Regions from separate parts of the Sus scrofa genome. Here regions 1 and 2 are each linked to region 3. Evidence: chromatin contacts called from public Hi-C data. All regions are on one chromosome and are shown on one strand. The core of a region is the stretch at or near the end of the contact, and the rest is flanking DNA. Distances in the headings are between cores, read along the strand shown.

Region 1 (4,400 bases), core at 475-2,974, 47 kb before region 3:
ACATGTGTGCACGTGCACACACACGCCCCCCCCACTACCACACACGAGGGGCTCTGCAACGTAATCGCCATTCTCGTAGTAGCAAGATAACCAAACATAATAACTTTAAGAGAAAAAAAACCCCACGAGTTTTGCTTTTTAAATTAAGCCCAAAAAAGAGAAAGCTTGATCTAATAAATCCAACAAATAATATATTGCAAAACACGATTATGCGTTTTCCCCACCAGGTGCTGTTTAATTTTAACTGAATGCATTTCAAAATGAATGTGTATCTAAATATAAAACTATTCAAAGTTCTGCCAGGAAATTAAGGATTCTGCACTGCATACCCAACAGATTCCCTGGAGCCTAGAGGAGGGAAAAGATTTCCTAACATTCCGGACAATGTCCTTTGATCTTAGCCAGGAAGGGCAAAGGTGAGTAGCAAACAAACAACTCCTTTAGAATGTCTGTGGGTAGATAAAAGGCAAGGGAGTGGGAGGGGAGCAGGCCCGGCAAGCAGTCAACTCCACCTACTAGGAGCTGAAAACCAGAGGGCCCAGCTTCTCCCAGGAAGCAGCTAGTTCATCTTATCTTTTCCTGAAATCTTACCTTTTGGTGGGCAGCAGGGTACAAATGGTGGCCCACCACTGCCAGATCCTGGGGGAGGCTCATCAGAGCTGCTACCCCCTCTAGGTAAGGGCTAAGCCTGCCCAGCAGAGCCTACCCCCCACCTCCGGATCTCCTCCCACCCCCACACCTGGGGCCACTCACAAAGTTGAGCAGGCAGATGTTCTCCCGAAGGGCCCCCACGCAGCCAGCAAAGCCCAGTGTGAACATCACCACGCCCACCATCAGGACCAGCACCACAGGGTCAATCCCATGCATCCGGGTCACTTTGGTGAGGTCGGACAGCACCCCCTGAAAAAGGCAGAAAAAGCAGGGTTATATAAGCCTCGAAGAGAGTCAAGGGTGTGGGTAGGGAAAGCAGCTGTGTGGGGAACTAAATGAGGACAGGGACCTGCCTTCCAAGGCTCAATCTTCTCAGTAAAAGCCAGGTCAGAGCATGGCCCCACTGCCTGGCAGAACTTTGCCCACCTCAGCACCCCCTGCTGCCCTCCTACTCCTGGTCTCCATCTACGCTGTGAGTTCCTCCCAGACAGAACCCATACTTCTTTTGTAGCCTGCAGGGTACCTACGCCAGGCCTGGGATGGGAGGGGGCCCTGTGGCCTGTGGTCAAGGCATCCCAGGGCCCTGGCCTCTGGCAGCTGACGTAGCATCCAATTCATGGAGAACCCCACTATCCTGAGATGAAAAACAACTTCAGTATGAACACACTTGTGAAATATGCATCCACCAAGGACAGATAAAGGTAGCACTGTCCATTACCTTTTTGTGATAATGGAGATTTTGTATATCTGCACTATTCCAAATGGTAGCCACTGGTCACATGTGCTACTGGGCCCTCGAAATGTGGGCTAGTGGAACCAAAGAACCAAATTTTAATTTGTTTTTCATTTAAACTATTTATATATAATTAGTCACGTCTGGCTAATGGCAACCAAATGGCTCAGATAGAGCAGTTCTAGGATTCAAAAGAGGAAGGAGAAAAGAGCAGCCAAACCGGGCACCCAGCTGGAATCAGGCAGCCAGAATAGCCAAGCATGGGGCTAGCTCAGGATAGTCAGGCTCAGCAGCAACTGAGCTGCTGTTCCGAGGTGATCACACGGTGGCGCAGTAAGTCATGGTTTGCATCAACTTCGCAGTCACTGGGGCAAAGTGAAATAGCTCAGCATGCTCTTAAAGGGGCCCAAACTCAAAGGTGGACCTTATCCAGTTCTGAAGACCATGGCAAGAAAGCCCACAGACCTGAGCACTCCTGCTTCCTTCTCCTGGAAGCAAAAAGAGGTTCAAGAGGAGGTTTTAGCTCCCACTGTTTCCTGCCTGGCCTCGCCACCTCCCCAGCACCCACACACCCACAGAGCAGAAGGTGGCACTACAGCTCCCCCCTGCCCACATCTGATCTAGTCCCCTCCTTGGAGTTCCAACTGCCCCTTGCCCTTTCGGACAGTAAGAGAACCCGATCTCCCCTCCTCTTCTCTCTTCCACAGGGTGGGCAAAGAGCTCACAGGTGCTTTAGCTTTAGACCTGTCCCTATCCCACAGGGCACCCAGGGGCACATGCCTGATTTGGGAGTCCTTTCTGTGAGAACAAAAGATTCAGGTATCAACACAACTGTGCTCAGGGACCTGCTGGCTCCCAGAGGCACAGACAGGGTCCATTCAGAAGGTAGCCCCAGGTCTGCCCTGGATACAGCTGCAAACTAGCCCCAGGGTGACTTGGAGCTTCTGGGAACAGGAGAGGGCACTCCACACCCACAGGGTTCAAAATCCCAACCAGCCTAGCTTTGGCCTCTAGCAATGACCCAACCACAGGGAAGCAGAGCCAGCCACAAGACCCCAGGAGTTTTTATGATACATTCAGTAACTTCCAAAAGAAAGCTCTGTATAAAGATTAATGAGTGTAAATCATTATCTCACACAAGAGATGCTCTGTCAGGGAGGAGTATGGAGGGAGGGACAGTTAAAGCTGAAGGAGCCTGATTTGGGCGGCTTGATGCTCAGGGTCCTGGTGACAGTCACACCTACCTTTTCGCTCCATGCCCATAGTCCAACTCCGAGGAAGACAACTCCAGCCAACTGAGCAGGGGCAGGGGGAAATGTGAGAGAAAGAGAGAGAGAAATAAAGTTAGGTGGGAAACCAGCTCCACAAAAGTGCTTCTCAGAGGAGGGTCCTCACTGCTAGGAGGGGGAGGTTTCTGGCTCATGTCTCTGCTGCTTGGAGCAAGAGCAGGGCAGCCCAATGGCCCCTGCACATGGCAGGGACTCTACACCTGAACAAAGGGATGGTGACGCTCTTCAGATAACCCACACCTACCTTCCCTGACAAACTCCTTCAACCCCAGTGGGCCCCACACGCCAGAGAACAGAGACAAAGACCTTGGAGCAGTCTGTCTTGGAGAGACTATGGAGTCAGAGACATCAGAACAATACGTTTCTTCCCCTTTCTGCAAGGCCCCCACTCCTTTTTTTCTTTTCTTTTTTTTTTTTTTTTTTTTTTTTTTTGTCGTTATGTCTTTTTTAGGACTGAACCCACAGCATATGGAGGTTCCCAGGCTATGGGTCTAATCGGAGCTGTAGCCACCAGCCTATGCCACAGCCACAGCAACATGGGATCTGAGCCGCGTCTGCGACCTACACCACAGCTCACAGCAACACCAGATCTTTAACCCACTGAGTGAGGCCAGGGATCGAACTCGAGTCCTCATGGATGCTAGTCAGCTTTGTTAACCACTGAGCCACGACGGGAACTCCCCCACTACTTCTTTTGATGCACTACCTGGTGTGCAAGAAGACATGGCCCCTTGTGACGATGGCTGGTGGCCCCAGGTGCCTTCATGGGCTCCCAGGGCAGGTGAGGCTCTGAGAGGGCAGGGTGCCCCTGAGGCCTCCAGCCCTGGAGACAGACTCCAAGCACAGACAAGCAACTGCCCAGGCCATTTTGTAGGAGTGGCCCTTACACTCCGCCGGGTGTACGGCTGTGCTTGAAGAAACACTCCATTATGTCACTGAATTAATTAAAGGAGGCCTGCCCTGAGCCACGTGTTCACCCCAGAATAGTAGTGTCTCCCAAACCCTGACCTCCCACCCACAGGAATCCACAGCAGCTAAGCTGCCTCCCATGCACCAAGACAAAAAGGGCCCCCCAGATCCACCTCACAGGTTCTTATACCAGAGAGGATTTTTCCAGAGAAAGCAAACACCTTGTGGTCTCTGCCAATTAAGCAGCCCCCTATTTTTGTGCTTAACTTCTTTTTAACTCTGCTGGCATTTCGCTGCCATGTATCAGTACCTCAAGATAAACAACAGGGCTGGGTGCCTCTGTGACGGCAGCTCTCCCAGTGTCTTCTCTGCCTACTGTAGTCACTGTGAGCCCCAGGAGGCTGGCAGGAGAGGAAAGCCCTTCAGAGAAAGCCCCGGGCGTTTCCACCCTCCTCTGGACCACAGGCCGCTCTCAGAAAATGTGCACATGGTGCAATATTTTGGAGGGAATTTCAGAGACTTCACAGAATCTTTACCGCTGGTTCCCCCAGCAGTCTGTGGACCCTGCGTGAAAAAGCCTTGCCAAGACCTGATCCCCCAACCCCCTTGACAAAGCAGAACATGGGCTGGGGGGCAAGACCGAACCTCTGAAGCCGAGTCCCACAGAACCACGTTCCCCATCCAGTTGATGATTAATCTTTCTACCTAGCTTGATCCCTGTTCCCTTCAAGACTGAGGAATATCAAAGAAAGGGGGGGAGCTGAAGCCAAGCAGGACCCTGTGGGACCTTCCGGGGTGAAATCGAGCAGGACCCTGTG
Region 2 (3,955 bases), core at 1,236-3,735, 56 kb after region 3:
TCTACCAAGTTATACGAGAGAGGATGGGAAGGCAAAGGCAAATCACAAAAGACACTGGGCTTCAGGACAAAAATCCTGGGTTCTCACTCTTTGATTCTGAGAGGTCACCTCATCCCTCTGAACCTCATTGTCTTCTTAAAAATAAGGGCATTTTAGGAGTTCCCTGGTGGCTCAGCAAGTTACGGGATCTGGCATTGTTACTGCTGTGGCATGGGTCTGATCCCTGACCTGGAACTTTCACATGCCATGGGTTCAGCCAAAATAATAACAATAATAATAATAATAATAATAATAATAATGGCACTTTGAAGGGCTGTCAGAAAGAATACACTAGAAGAACAATGTGGAACACAATAAAGCACTACAGAATCGTAAGGCAGCAATGTATCCTTCTCTTCTTTGCAGGGCTCAGATTCACTCATTCTCTTATGACAGCAGGACATCTGAAGCAAAACAGAAACGAAACACTGAATAACTTCTCCAACTGTGTCACTGCAGGCCCACCTCCTGGCTGGAAGTCCTGGGTCTGGAGGGAACCCTGGTTTCTCTCAGGCTCCTCTGGCCTAACTGCCTACCCCACAAGGCATACTCCATGCTGCCCTTCAGCAGCCTGCCAGCACCAGGAAAGGCAAAGGGCCCTGCCCAGTTGTAATCCCCCTGTGCCAGAGGTCACTGAGCTCAGGGGTGAAGCTGGTTCCCTCACAGTGCCTCCAAGACAACTCTTGCCACATACACCTCAGCAGAGGGAGATTTGGAGTCTCTCTGCTCAAAATTTCACAAAAAGGCAAGTACTCAGCTGGCAGGAGAGCTGCCTTATTTCTGGGATACTGACAGAGCTTGGGGCATCGAGCGCCAGAATTCCAGTCCTCACCAAACTTTCCAAGCACCATTAAAATGACAGAAGCATATAAGACAAAATAAGAAATGTCTTCTTACCCCTCAGGAACCATGCAAAAAACCTCAACTTAATGTCATGCCCTTATAAAAAAAGGGCAATATGAAAGGGCCACACCAAAATTAACTCAAACCTAATGCAAATTCCTACAAGCTGTTAAGAATCTGAACAAGGCAAGTGTTTCTGCATTAGTAAAACAGGAATGCTTCCCAAATTACAAAACATAATCTTCTACAGAGTTATAGGAATCAAAGGATTAAATGTATAGGTGGTGCTTCGTAAGCTACCTTACAAAGAGTGACATAATGTGAGGTATAATTCTTGCTCACTTCTAGATTAGTCAATGATTGCCCCTAAAATGTTGTTTGTACACGAAATGATGGGTTTCTGATGACTGGGTATGTTCCAAGGAGTCTAGGTTTCTGGATCCCAATTCTCAGTCTCCAGAACAGGACTGAAGCGAGAATATCAGAGACTATACAGGCTGGCTCGTGGATAATGCTTTCCCAAATAAATCTGAAGTAAGTATTTTCTGTTTTTAGTCATCTGCCAAGCACAAAGAAAAAAAAAAAAAAAAAAAACTAGATTGAGAGCTAGTTTAGTTGGGCTAGAAAAGCCTGGTGTGGTAAGGAAAAGAGACCCAAAGTCAGCTGGGACTGAAACCCAGCTCGGCTTCTGCCCCTCCCCACAACCCCTGCCAGCCTGGTCCTTAACCATCTTCTTCAGCTCTGATCCCCGCAACAACCTTGAGGAGAGACTGTCCAGACCAATCACCGATGCCTTGTTCGACTTTTCATTCCCAGACTTCAGCACAATGTTTTACAGTTGGGCTCTTTTCAAAGTTGTCAGGGGTTTGAACCTTTGGGGGAAAGAGGCAAAACAGGTGCCTCTGAGACTATTAAAAAAGCAGGAAATCGCGGCCCCATAAAATACAGGACCCTATGCAAGCACAGGGCCCAGGATGACCTAGCTCTCGGTCTCCACCTGCACATCGCCGGCTGTACAGTTGGCCACCCCCAGGCAGCCCCCCAGGCCCATCCCAGGTTCGGCCCCGCAAGACGGACGCGCCAGGGCAGAGTCCCTTTCTCGGTTCTTTGACCAAACTACCCAGACGGGTCGTTGCCATCAGCCTCTCTCAAACCCCGGGGCCGCTGGGGGTTGGAAAGAGGGGGCGTTCTTGGCTAGACGATCAGTGCCGGCTCCCGGCTCCCGGTCTTCTGACCGCAAACACGGGGTTTTCCCAAGGAGCGCAGAGCGCTGGGGAGAGAGGGACGTCACTCACAGAGGCAAATAGGGTCCTGGATCCGGCCCTGCAGGTGCGCCTCCCGAAGGGCGGACCTAACCTGCCAGGTGTCCAGCCCACCCACGCGCGCCCATCAATCTCGATCGCCCCGCCCTGCCTCAGTTTCCTCACCTGCCTTCGCGGACGTCACGTGCCTCGCAGAGTCCTGAGCGCCTTACGTACCGCTGGAGTTTCCGTCCCTCCCGCCTCCTCTCGCAACACAGGACGCCGTGGGGGGTGGCGGACCAAACCTTCCCCAGGCCCAGGGGTCCCAGGGGTGGCCCCCGCGCCTGCGCAGGATCGCGCCTGCGCCGCCCCGCGCGCCTCCCTCACGTGATCAGCCCCGCCCCTCAGTGGCTCCGTGCCAGCGCCACTGTGGAGCTGTCGCCGGCTGCCAGCGCGCGTCCGACACTCTGCAGCACTGTGCTCTTTCTCAAAGCTCTAGCTCCGTTCAGTCCTTCGGGAGTGGTGACCCTAGACTCCTATCACTAGGAGCGCCTTCTGGAGCAAAAGGAGGCTCTACTTGGATCTGGAAGTCCTGTAGCTGAGGACAATCCCCATTTAGTCCTCAGCGAGTTTTTGAGCAGTTATTTTTGGACAGCTTGTTCTGTTTTTTGGCATGGGGAGGGGGAGTCTTTAGGACCGACGCATTCCGGTGAGTGTCCCTTAAATCTTTAGGAACAAATTCAGAATTTTGCCAGCATCTGACAGCATCCCGCAACCTCTTTCACCCGCAAAATGCTGGCTCTTTGGCAGAGGATGGTGAGTGGCGGCTGGACCACTGGTTCCTGGAATGTTGCCTGATTTCACAGATTGAGAAGTCAAGGTCTAGTTTGACCCACATTGTTCATCTACATATTTACTCGTGGTATGTTGAGTGTCCACACTGTTTTGTAAACGCAGGCGGTTGAAAGAACACCTTTTCGGAGACAGGAGGAATGATTCACAGTATCGCTGGTTCAACTGATCAGTCACAGGCAGTGTACAATGAAATAGCAAAGTTAGGCTGAGACACCCACTGATCAGAGGTGGCTCTCTGCCTGCAGTTGGCTCCCCTGAGTTCACCTGGCAACTGCCTACTGGTGTAAAAAGTCCAAAAGCTTTCTTGATTCACCCTTCTGACCTCCCATGCAGATTCCCGATTGCTTGTAAATTTATGGGTCAATAGAATCCATTCAAGAGATCACTACTTGGAGTTCCGTTGTGACACAGCTGGTTAAGGATCCCATGTCACAGTGGCTGGGATCCCTGCTGTGGTGAGGGTTCAATCCCTGGCCTGGGAATTCCCACATGCCACAGGCTCCACCAAAAACAAAACAAAAAAACCCCAAAGAGATTCATCAGTCCCTAACCAGCTTCTAAGTTCCTTTGCTTCATCTCTGGGACCCTGGTGCAGAAACTCTGCCTATGCCCACAAGTGCTAAACAGAAATTCAGAGACAAGAATTTTGGGTGAAGGAGAAAAAAATTGCTTTATTGCTTTGCCAGGCAAAGGAGGCCACAGCAGTCTAATACCCTAAAGAATGTGTCCTCCTTTGGGAGTGAATAGGAAGGGGTCTTAAAGTTTGGGAGTGGAAAATAGGGCCACAGATAAGGATCAGAGGAGATGCAAGCTTGTATTCTTCACAGCTGGTGTTTAGTGGCCCTGGAACTGATTCTGGTAGTCCTCCTCCTTTTTGGACTATAGAATGCTTCATCAAGTAGTTAACATCTTTCATTTGTTGGGGGTTTTAGTTCTGCAGAAGAACTCAAAGATAGTGTTATGCATATTCCTTGCCA
Region 3 (4,452 bases), core at 1,547-4,046:
GCATGAGCTTTGTCCTCCTATTCCCAAACACAGGAAGGGAGGCCGCCCTCACCTGTTCTCAGAGATCTGCTCACTGCCCAGCTGGTAAAGGGGGTTAGTTCCCCGGGTAGCCAAGCCTTCTGCAGCCCTTTCCTCTTCATGCCCTTTCTTCCTGGAGGCAGCCACAAACCTCCAGACACACCATGAGCTTCAACTCCTGTTTGCCTGAATAATGTTGCTAAGCTGAGGTCAAGCTTGTATTAATAAACACTACAGAGCACTGCTACATGTCCATCCTGGGATCTAAGACCACAAAGACCTGCCAGCCAATCAGGGAGCCATGAGTCTGGAACAGTGCTTGCAACAGCATCTGGAAGCCCCCAGACTCTCAGCCATGCTTTGTTGAACAAACTGAAGACCATGTTTGGTGGTCCAAGCAGTGGATTTGAGAGATGTAGGGATGGAGAGATCAAGAAATTTTCCAACAGAAGAGGGGTGCAACAAAGGATAGCGCAATAAGAGGGGAGGGGAAATCGCCTGGTAGCCTGGGCTTCCAAGGCCTGTCTCCCAGATATTATGGATCCTCGTGATGGGATAAAGCTTGGGGACAGCTGAGAGGAGCCAGAAGGGCATATGGGGCCATTATGGAGGAATATGGGCTTCATTCTGAGGGTGCCAGGGCCTAGGAGGATCCCTGGAAAACAAGGGTGCTTGGGCCTTCCACAGGGCTAGCTGAATATTGAGGGGATGTAGGGGTGCTGGGGTGCTCTGCCCGCCTAGGCCCCAGGATTCCCTTCAAAATCAGGGAAGGGTAACCCAGGCACTCTGCAGGCAGTAACTTCCCCTACCTGGAGGTCAAGGGGAAGGGGAAAGTCTACTTTTGAAGATTTGGCAAGCTCCACCCACTCCTATCAGCCCAAGGACAACCCACATCTCTGAAAGGAGGAGGACTCCTACATAGCAAACCCCGGCGAGCACACCTGCAGAGTTGCCAACCCAATGCCCTATACTCATGGCCCAGAAAGACTTCGTCACCCTAGACAACAGCACGGGGGACAGTCATCAAGCTGGTACACACGGCCGAACTCATCACCGGTCTGCAGCCAGTCGCCAGGCCAGCACCGATCCAACCACTTCCCGGCGACTCCCCACAGCACTGACTGCTTCCTAGCCGGAGACCAACTTCGTGTCTCCCAGATGTGTCCCACTCCAAGTCCCTAAACACACACACACAAACACACACCGAACCCACCTGCACCACCATCACTCCCCGACAAGAAGCAGCGGCCCGGGACGAGCCAACTCTGGAGCCACAGACCCAACTCGACTGAAGCTCCAGTTACGTCAGGAGACGGGCTTTGCTCCCAAGCACAATCCCAAACGACCAACACGGAGAAGGTGAATCACCACCTACTCAATCTCTGGCCGCCCTGAATCTGTGCAGGGTAGAGTGAGACACACCGCCGGGGTGGGCGACTTGGAGCACACTCAAGGCGGGGCGGGGGAGGGGACCTCCCTCCCCGGTCCGCGCCACCCTCTCTACCCCGGCTCGAGCTCCGGGCGGCCGAGGGTCCGTGCCGGAGCCAAAAGGAGTGCTCGTCCCAGGGCTCGAAGCTGGGGAGAGGGGCAGAACCCTGAACGGCGGCGGTCCGGCCCCTCCCTCCCGGGTCGCTCCTACCCCCGCCCAGCCCCAGAGCGCACCCGACTGGGGAGGCGGACAGAGCAAAGGCGAAGGAACCTCGAGCGCCAGCCGAGTCTCCTGCTGCTGCTTTCACTCTGCTGGGCGCCCGAGTTCGGCTCAAAGGGGTCCGGGCCAAGGCCTCCAGCCCCTCGCGGGCGATCTGGGCAGACAAAGCCAGCGCCGCCCGCCGGGCCGCCCCGGGGAAGGGGCGAGGGATCCGGAGGGAACGAGCCCGGACCTGGCGATCAATCCTAGTCCCCAGAGGGCGCTCGGGGGTGTTGGCCTCAGACAATGGGGGGGCAAGGCCCGATGCTCCAGCAAGGGCTCGGCGTTGTACTTACCCGGGCGCAGCGGCAGCGTCGGCAGCGGCAGCGGCGGCGCGGCCGGGTTCGGCCGAGGAAGTTATAGCAAGTTAGGCGGCGCGGGGCGGGAGGGCGCGACTCAGGCCGTCCGAGCGCGGGGGCGGGGCGCCGAGGGGCGGGGCCGGGGGCGCGGCGCCCGGCGGCGTCCCAGAAAGGGGCGCCACTTCCCTGCGCCGCCGGCGCGGCCCCGCCCTTCGTCGCCCCGCCCCCGCCGATCGTCCCGCCCCCGCCCCGCCCGGCCTTCCAGCCCCCCGCCTCAGCAGAGCCTACGGGCCTAGTCCCCGACCCGCCCCTTTGTCCCGCTTTGGGCGGGGCCGGAGGCGGGGGCAGCCCGGCTCCGCGCTAACCCAGTGGGTGCGCCGCGCGGGCAGAGCGCTTACACTCACCCAATGTTGGGGGCTGAGGTGATAGGCGGAGGCGCGCGGAGGCCACACCAGCCTTGTCTCTGACCCTGGCGGAACTCCTCCAGCCTAGGAGACGCTCGAATTGTGGGGGCCGAAGGGAAGCACACCTTGAGGCTACGGGGTTGACTGGGTAGAGAGGTGAGCTCAGGGTTAGAAAAATGGCTGAACTGAAAATACTGGAAGCGGTCCTGCCGGGCCTCAGAGACTGGCGGTGGGGGTAGGCTTTAAGACAAAGGTAGTAAATTAACATTTATTTTTGTGCAAACCTGGCCGTAAAGACTGGCTCCTTGTAGTCTTTGTGCTAAAAATACCACGCTTTCTTCGGACAGCCGGCCTAGGTTTGTCCCTCACCTTCTTAAGGAGATGGCTGAGAGAATTCTTGAGAGGGAAGTGTGGAGGACTGCAGGTACAGCCTGTGGTGGAGGTATTCACACTGCTGGCTGGGCTCTGGGGTCTCAACCCAACTATCTAAAAAATGAGGCCCAGGCACACCACGCTGATCCTTAAACACATTCAGGTGGAGGTGATTTGTTCTGCTGGGTCTGTTAAAACTGGGCCAAGAGACTAGTTGCACCACATTGTAGTAAAAGCAACCAAAAGGTTAAGTCCAATGTAAGGAGGAGATCGTGAAAAGCAACTGTTCAGTCCATTCCCAGTTTTGGGTTGGTTTTGGTTGTTTGTCTTAAATTAAGGGGGATGCAGCCTGCCTGTGACACCCCAGGCAGCTCAGAGACCTTGGGGAACCTACCCACCCATTTGTCCTTAAGCAGAAAGAGAATGTTTGATTGAATGCCTGATCTGTGCCAGGCCCTCTTTTGATGCTGGGGATACAGCAGTAAACAAGACAACTAAGGCCTCTTGCTCTATAAAGCAGATTTTTGGTGGAGAAGACAAGTACTTGCAAGTTAAAGTAAATGCTGGAACAAAAACAAGGGACTGGAATAGAGAACAAGAGTTACTTTAGGTGACGACAGCAGGGAGAATGTCTTTTGAGGAGGTGATGTTGAAAATGAAGTCAAAAGAATGAGGAGATATCCTTGGGAAGAGCCAGGCAGAGACATTCCAAGTCAAGAACAGTTTGTGCCTAGGCCTTGAGAAAGGTAAGCTGTGCATGTGTCAAGGAGCTGAAAGAAAACCTGTGTGTCCAGAGTTGCAAGCCTGGGAAAGAGGACCAGGATGAAGTGGGGAGATGGGCAGGGGCCAGGCCATGCAAGACTGTATCTAGGAATAGAGACTTTTTTTTTAATGACCACACCTGCGGCTTATGGAAGTTCCTGGGCCAGGGATTGAATCCCAGCTACAGCTGCGACCTACGCAGCAGCTGTGGCAATGCTGAATTCTCAACCCTCTGCCCAGGGCATCAAACCAGTGCCTCCCACAGTGACCCAAGCCACTGCAATCAGATTCTTTTTTTTTTTTTTGGTCTTTTTATGGCCACACATGAGGCATATGGAGATTCCCTGACTGGGGTCGAATGGGAGCTGTAGCTGCCGGCCTACACCACAGTCACAGCAATGCCAGATCTGAGTCACGTCTGCAACCTACACTACAGCTCACAGCAATGCCAGATCCTTAACCCACTGAGCAAGGTCAGAATCAAATCTTCGTCCTCATTGATACTAGTCACATTCGTTTCTGCTGAGCCAGGACAACAGGAACTCCCTGCAGTCAGATTCTTAACCCACTGTGCCACAGCGGGAACTCCTAGGAATGGAGACCTTTTAATTAAACCATTGAATGGTTTTATGCAGAGGACTAACGTGTTTTGATTTTCTGCTGTGTAAAGCATAAATTGGGTGGGTGGCAGGCAAAAATAAAAGCAAGGGGACAATTAGACTGCTGTGGCAGCCCCAGCTAAAGCTAATGGTAGCTTGGACTGAATGGTGGCCTCACTAAAATGAGTGGTTGAGAGATGCTATTTTGAACATGGACACTGAGAGGATAGATGTGGGGGGAGGGAATGGAGAAACCAAAGATAATTTTCATGTTTCCGGCTAGAGTTAGAGGGTGAACAGTGCCTCGTATA

The links. Hi-C and Micro-C count contacts between places; a contact is called where the count stands out from the background.
Region 1: a Hi-C map of skeletal muscle shows a contact between it and region 3, with 5 times the contacts expected there. The contact joins the enhancer-like site here to the promoter of TSPAN14 in region 3. A contact is called at or near these places in 3 of 5 promoter capture datasets (fetal liver and liver), 33 of 47 Hi-C or Micro-C datasets (adipose tissue, alveolar macrophages, blood and 14 more) and 2 of 2 datasets of contacts at active chromatin or transcription factors (alveolar macrophages and skeletal muscle).
Region 2: a contact with region 3 is called in a Hi-C map of liver, with 2.1 times the contacts expected there. The contact joins the promoter of FAM213A here to the promoter of TSPAN14 in region 3. A contact is called at or near these places in 2 of 5 promoter capture datasets (fetal liver and liver), 23 of 47 Hi-C or Micro-C datasets (adipocytes, adipose tissue, alveolar macrophages and 12 more) and 2 of 2 datasets of contacts at active chromatin or transcription factors (alveolar macrophages and skeletal muscle).

The regions. Positions count from the first base shown.
Region 1 is chr14:82,350,250-82,354,649 of Sscrofa11.1, reverse strand. It overlaps TSPAN14 (tetraspanin-14), which reads right to left. Exons shown (of 9, transcript XM_021074409.1): 3 at 2,629-2,679; 4 at 754-900. Among named protein-coding and RNA genes, the nearest start is that of SH2D4B, 26 kb to the left of the region's middle. Within about 2 kb of position 1,724, at least 25 of the 83 cell types and tissues checked have an H3K27ac peak or open chromatin away from gene starts, as enhancers often do. A contact at or near this core is called in adipose tissue, alveolar macrophages, fetal liver and 4 more, where this site is marked.
Region 2 is chr14:82,248,008-82,251,962 of Sscrofa11.1, reverse strand. FAM213A (family with sequence similarity 213 member A) reads right to left here and starts at 2,485. Exons shown (of 6, transcript NM_001244375.1): 1 at 2,310-2,485. It overlaps LOC106506062 (a long non-coding RNA gene), which reads left to right and starts at 2,614. Exons shown (of 3, transcript XR_001301043.2): 1 at 2,614-2,832.
Region 3 is chr14:82,303,938-82,308,389 of Sscrofa11.1, reverse strand. TSPAN14 (tetraspanin-14) reads right to left here and starts at 2,796. Exons shown (of 9, transcript XM_021074409.1): 1 at 2,778-2,796. LOC102167252 (a long non-coding RNA gene) reads left to right here and starts at 2,788. Exons shown (of 4, transcript XR_001301044.2): 1 at 2,788-3,526; 2 at 4,425-4,452.